Linked DNA regions of Pan troglodytes: region 1 is linked to region 2. The links are chromatin contacts, called in public Hi-C maps. All regions are on one chromosome and are shown on one strand. The core of a region is the stretch at or near the end of the contact, and the rest is flanking DNA. Distances in the headings are between cores, read along the strand shown.

The links. A called contact is a pair of places that touch in the nucleus more often than the background predicts.
Region 1: a contact with region 2 is called in a Hi-C map of stem cell-derived neural progenitor cells, with 2.9 times the contacts expected there. The contact joins the promoter of SYT8 here to the promoter of CTSD in region 2. A contact is called at or near these places in 1 of 7 Hi-C or Micro-C datasets (stem cell-derived neural progenitor cells) and 1 of 1 datasets of contacts at active chromatin or transcription factors (stem cell-derived excitatory neurons).

The regions. Positions count from the first base shown.
Region 1 is chr9:6,092,027-6,095,164 of NHGRI_mPanTro3-v2.0_pri, reverse strand. SYT8 (synaptotagmin 8) reads right to left here and starts at 1,474. Exons shown (of 9, transcript XM_009459679.4): 1 at 1,397-1,474.
Region 2 is chr9:6,022,501-6,025,514 of NHGRI_mPanTro3-v2.0_pri, reverse strand. CTSD (cathepsin D) reads left to right here and starts at 1,707. Exons shown (of 9, transcript XM_016920115.4): 1 at 1,707-1,965. The coding sequence starts at 1,898.

The sequences.
Region 1 (3,138 bases), core at 225-2,724, 70 kb before region 2:
GTGGGTGTGCAGCGAAGCTCACGGGCCTCGGCAGCCCCTCAGCTCCTGGGGGACACTCCCAGGTGGGTCGGGCGTCCCACACGTGGCTGGCGGAGCGCCCCTACTGGTGGCTGATGGAATGGGCTGGGTCCACAGGGTCCCTGGAGCGGGACTGTGCCGGCCAGATTCAAACAGGCCACTGCCTCCTCCCTACGTGGAGTTTCAAGGCAACTTCTCTTTTTGAAATGTCAGAGCCTGTATACATGCTGAGATTAAAGTAGCTTCACTCCAGATTTTTATGGTTGAGATTCTGGATAAGTTGCCAATACAGAATCTCCATCTGTGAGTGCGGGCATGTGTGCGTGTGCGTGTGCGTGTGCGTGCGCCCCTCCCCTGTGCCCCCGCTTTGCTGGCGTCCCCCCTCCTTTACTCTAAGAACAGTCAGGGCCGGGCGGAGAGAGCTCCCCTGCAGTGATTTGCCGCGGCCGGCCAGCAGCACTCCTGGGCCAGCCTGGTGACCTTGTCCCCAGAGGAGCACAGGGGCCACCCAGAAGCTGCTCCGGAGAACCCCAGGACCCTGGGGGCGCTGACTGCCGATGCTGGGGGTCCCAAAGCCTGGGGAGGTGCGGGGTCCCTCCGGACCGCCGGGACCCCAGGGAGGTGCAGGTGCAGCGGGCGCATGGCCACCAGGTGGCGCCGTCCGCCCCTCGGGACCCGGCCTCCCTCATGGCTCCCGGGGACAGTGCCCTGGAGACCCTTGGGCGCTGGGGGCTCTCGGGTCTCCCCTCCCAGATCTGGGAATCCCCCGCCCTCCCTGCCTGAGCCTCCCGGGGCTGCTCTCCCCGTTGTCTAGCTTTGGCTGTCTGTCTCCTGTAGCCCTGCTGGGAAAACCTTCTCTGGGAGTTCACGCCATGTTTTCCCAGGAAAGGGAGACGGTCCTTCCTCCCTGGCTCCCCCCTGGCCACCGCTCCAGGAGGCTCCTTAAGGCTCTGGAAACCGGCTCCTCTCTCCCCACGAAGGCGGCTGCTCTGCTCCTGCAGCTGCCAAGCTGCTTAGAAGGCCCCTCCGCATCCCCATCCGACTCACCCTCCAAGGCCAGTGTGAGCCCACCTCTTCCAGGGAACCCTCCCTGGTCACCCCAGGACCCCCAGACCTGCCATGACGTTTTGTGCTGAATTCCACCACGTTAGGGCCCCCAGCCCCCACCAGGCAGAACGGGGGTGAGCCCCCTCCTTTAGACTTCATGTTAGCCCAAGGCGGGCACCATTTCAGGCTTGCTAATGCTTCCCTCCATGGTGAGTCTACACGGAATGGTTTCTGCTTCCGTGGGAACACCTTTCCGTGAGCCCTTCCTCTGGAAAAGCAACGTTTCCCCGAGTGCTGGGGCTGGCAGCCCCCCAGGTGTAAATGCTCTCACCTGACGCCCACCACTTCCTGTGGCCGGCCAGCCACCAGGCCTTCCTCTCAGACACCCAAAGGCGGGTCCAGCTCTCGGACAGCACTGCCTCTGGTGACGGGGAACTCTCTCCTGGGGTAGGAGGGGGTGCGGGGGGCAGGGCTGCAGGAGCCCCACCTTGTGGCCGGAACTGCTGGCCCGTGAGAGCTGGGCAACTCCCTTCGGGAGGAAGGTCTCCCCGAGTCGCAGAGGCTGAGCATCTGGGCTCCAGCCTATTTCCAAGGGTCCCTTGGGGCTGGGGGCACCCTGAGCCCTACCTAGCTTTGCAGGAGGGGGCGATGGGCCCGTCAGGCTGGCCTTGGTGAGAGGCAGCAGGAGGTGGCCTGGCTGAACCTGGTTTGAGCAGGTTCTGCGCGACGGGGAGGGGTCCTGAGGTGCAGGGCCGCCTGGCTCGGAAGAGGGCATCCTCAGGTGCTGTGGGCTGCGGGGAAGCAAGTGTGAGGAGGGTAGGGGCCGGGCGGGGGCTGCCCTGGGCAGTGTGGGGCAGGGGACTCAGAGAGCCAGGTGGGCCGGCTTGGCTCTGCCGCTGCCTCTGCTTCCAGCCCCAGGCACCTTCGGGCCATTCCCCTCTGTGCCTTTGTCTCCTGCTGGGCTGACCCAATCCCTTGAGTTCTTGGTTTCCTAATGAGTGATCCTCTTATCAGCTGGCCCCTGGGCGAGTGGCTGGAAGTCCTTACTCTGGTCTAACCTCAGTGCCTCTTGCTTTAGTTGGACCCCCGAGCAGAGCCTATAGCCTAAGCTCCCCTCCCTCTGCTCTGCCAGTTAGTCTGGTCACTCTAGTCAAATCCGTGACTTGGGCCTACCGTGGAGCAGCCATCCCAGGTCAGGGCGTTCCCTCAGAGCCCTTATCTGCTGGTGGTTAATGCTTAACGGGAAAACCTGTCCCAGCGGGGCCGGCCCCGTGGGGCTGGTCAGGCAGCAAGTGTGGAGGACATAGCCCAGGCTCCGAGGATGCTTTCGGGCCACAGCAGGAGGACGTGTGGGCATGCATGTGCACGTCTGGGCCCGTCCGGTCACACGCGGCCCTGGGCGTGTGGGGACGTGTACGTCCTTCTGGTGTTTGCACAGGGCATGGGTCTGTCTCCTAGTCTGACTCAGTCTGGGATGAGAAGGGCCAGAGGCTGCCCTAGTGGGGCTTTTAGGCAAGCAAGGGGAGACATGCAGGGGGTGGCTCGACGCTGGCCCCAGGGTACAGCTGAGCTACGTGCCCCGCGCGCGGTTCTCTGCAGCCAGCTGTGTAGGGGCTTTGTACCTTCCCCAGTATATGGGCGCCTTCACAGCCAGACGGGCGTCTGAGGTTCCAGGGCAGGAAGGAGAAAACCAAACAGAGCTGGAGCCCAAGGCCAGCCCCGAGGCCCCGAGACGGTGGCTTGGCAGCCAGCAGCCTCCTGGAGACCCTGGTGGGGCTCCTGGATGGGGACGCTTCCTCTGAGGTCGCCTGGGGAATGCTTGAGGTTGGACTGCAAGGCAAGCGCTGGCTCTGGGGAGCCAGGAGTCACTGGCACACAAAGAGAAGTGTGCTGGGTGAGCGCGTTTGCCCCACCCACTCTGACCCCAGCTGCTGAGCCCTGCAGGGCTGGGGCACCCTCATCAGCTGGGGCCCGGGATGGCCGGGGATGGGGGAGCTCAGCTTGCCGCAGTTCTCTGTGGTTTGGGATGCCCTATGCCCATTCTCTGTGTCTTAGCTTGTGTGTGCCACACTC
Region 2 (3,014 bases), core at 458-2,957:
GTGTTGATGAAAAAAAGCCAAACACTATAAAATATTTGAAGATATTTATTCTGAGCAAATGTGAGGACTATGACCTGTGAAACTGCCTCAGCAGGTCCTGAGATATGTGAGCAAAGTGGGTGGGTAACAGCTTGGCTTTATACTTTTTTTTTTAATTTTCAGTTTTTTTCTGTAGAGACAGGTTCTCGCCATGTTGCCCAGGCTGATCTCAAGCTCTTCAGCTCAAGCAATGCTCCCACCTTGGCCTCCGAGTATGCTGGGATTATAGGCAACAGTCACCATGCCCGGCCTGGTTTTACGGATTTTACAGAGACAGATGTTACAGGCCAAAACCATAAATCAACATATGTAAGATATACATCGGTTCAGCCTAGAAACAGGGTTGGCAGGGGCAGCTTCCAGGTCATAGGGGATTCAAAGATTTCCTGATTGGCAAGTGGTTGAAAGAGTTATGTTTTGCCTAAAGAGTTGAAGTGGGATTACTCACGCCTGTAATCCCAGCACTTTGGAAGGCTGAGGCAGGCAGATCACCTGAGGTCAGGAGTTCGAGACCAGCCTGGCCAACATGGTGAAACATCATCTCTACTAAAAATACAAAACATATATACACATATACGTGTGTGTATATACACACACGTATATGTATACATATACGTGTGTATATATACACACACGTATATGTATACATATACGTGTGTATATATACACACACGTATATGTATACATATACGTGTATATACACACATATAGTGTATATATATACATATATATGCGTATATATACACTATATATATGTGTGTGTGTATATATACATACGTGTGTGTGTATATATATATTAGCCAGGCGTGGTAGCACGCGCCTGTAATCCCAGCTACTTAGGAGGCTGAGGCAGGAGAATCGCTTGAACCCAGGAGGTAGAGGTTGCAGTGAGCCGAGATCATGCCACTGCACTCCAGCCTGGGCCACAGAGCGAGATTCTGTCTCAAAAAAAAAAAAAAAAAAAAGAGTTGACGTGAGTGGACAAAAGGTGCCCGACCTCCTAAGGGAAGGAGCTTCTCTAGAAAACGCGAATTTCGCCCCCTCGAGACAGCTGTGTAGTGCCATATCAAAACATGGGAAAGGAATGTATTTTAGGGTGGAATACTTTGCCTGCCTTCGGGCCTGCTGTCTGCCACGTGAGGCTGTGCCAGTGTGAGGTTGGAATTTGGGATCTGGAGGCTACAGAGCCATCGGTGAGGCCTGAGTCTCTAAGCACAGCGCCCAGAGGGAGAGGGCGGAGCGGGTCCGACCCCCTTTGCGGCAGGGCCTGAGCTGGTTTTCCAGGTTTCTCTGGAAGCCCTGTAGAGGAGCGGAGGGTCCATTCGGTGGGCTGGGGACTTTGAATTTAACCCTGGTTTGCAAGAGGCTTCCAGAGAGGATGTCTGGGAGCGTCTCGGAGGGGGACGAGGGGGCGCCGGGAGGAGCAGGTGCAGGAGCCCACGGCGCAGCGCCCCGCGCAGGCCTGGACGCGGGGACGGCCGCGGCGGCCGGGACAGGGGTCACCCCGCGGGGCCCTCCAGGGTGGGCCGCCCCACGACCCCGGGCCAGGCCGAAACGGGAATCCTCCAGACCCCAGAAGCTGAGCCGGGCTGACCCGGCGGGCGCGGGCGCGGGTGCGAGCGGCGGGAACTGTAGGCGCGGCAGGCGCACCACCCCCCTGCCCGGGCGCTGTGCGCGTGCGCCGAGGTTGCCCCGCCCAGGCCAGGCCCCGCTCCGCCCCGCCCCGCGCACGCCGGCCGCGCCCACGTGACCGGTCCGGGTGCAAACACGCGGGTCAGCTGATCCGGCCCAACTGCGGCGTCATCCCGGCTATAAGCGCACGGCCTCGGCGACCCTCTCCGACCCGGCCGCCGCCGCCATGCAGCCCTCCAGTCTTCTGCTGCTCGCCCTCTGCCTGCTGGCTGCACCCGCCTCCGCGCTCGTCAGGTGAAGCCTCAGGGGCCGGGGCTCAGGGACGGGCGGGGTCGCGGCGCCGAGGTCCCGGGGCCTGTGGTGACTTTCGCGCTCCCCTGTGGCCCCCACGAGCCCCTTGCGCCCCCCGCGCTGGAATGCACCTGTGCCGCCCTGCGCGGCCTCCTGCACGGACCACCCGCCTACGGGGCGCCGGGCTCCGGAGGTGCAGGGGACCTGGGGCAGAGGCGCCAGATGCCTCTCCCCCATGCCACCCTGGGTTGTACCTTGAGGACTGCAGACTGACCGCAGCCTCCCTGGAGACGGGGCGGGGCGAGGGGAGGTAGTGCTCATTCGGGGCAGGTGGAATTGGGGTCTGTACTGAGCGCCCTTGTTGCTGGAGACCTAAGTCAGGCCTCAGAGCCCCCGAGTCTGGGCGAGTCCATTTCCTTAAGGACCCCTTTACCACCTGTGAACTGGGGGCTTTAAAAGTTTGCTCCAGCGGCTCTTATCACAGGCCCTGGGCTGGGAGACCCCGGGAGACCCTAGGAGTTCCCATGTCCCTGAGAGAGGAGGAGGCATGGGGAGTGGGTCGGCTCACCCACCCCGGGCCTGGGGTTGTGCTGTAGTGAGGCCCACACGCTCCTCAGGCCGATCCCCTGTGCCAGGTGAGGCCACCGATTGGGCCTGGATGGGATGGGGCCCGGCCATGCCTGACCAGCTGGGCAGAGGAGGGCCATGCTGCAGTCTGCTTCCTTGACCCCCTCCCCAGCCCTTGCAAGGCAGCCTGCATTCCCAGGAGGGGTATGCTGACCCATCCCATTGGGCACCTGCCCCACCCTTGCTCTGGGCCTTTGTGGGAGACCTGGGATCTGCGATGGGTCCACTGCCTTTGGGCAGGTGGGTGAGGTCAGAAGGCTGCAGGGGCTGGAGCTGGCTGGGCCAGCAGGAGCAGTGGGCTGGGTAGGACTGAGCCTCACCAAAGGCTGTGGGGAATGGCCCCGGGGCGGGTAGTCCCAATTAAAGTCGTTGTAGGGGAGTAGCCACAAGCCTGAGCCTGCCTTGACCTTGCCAGCCTATCCACA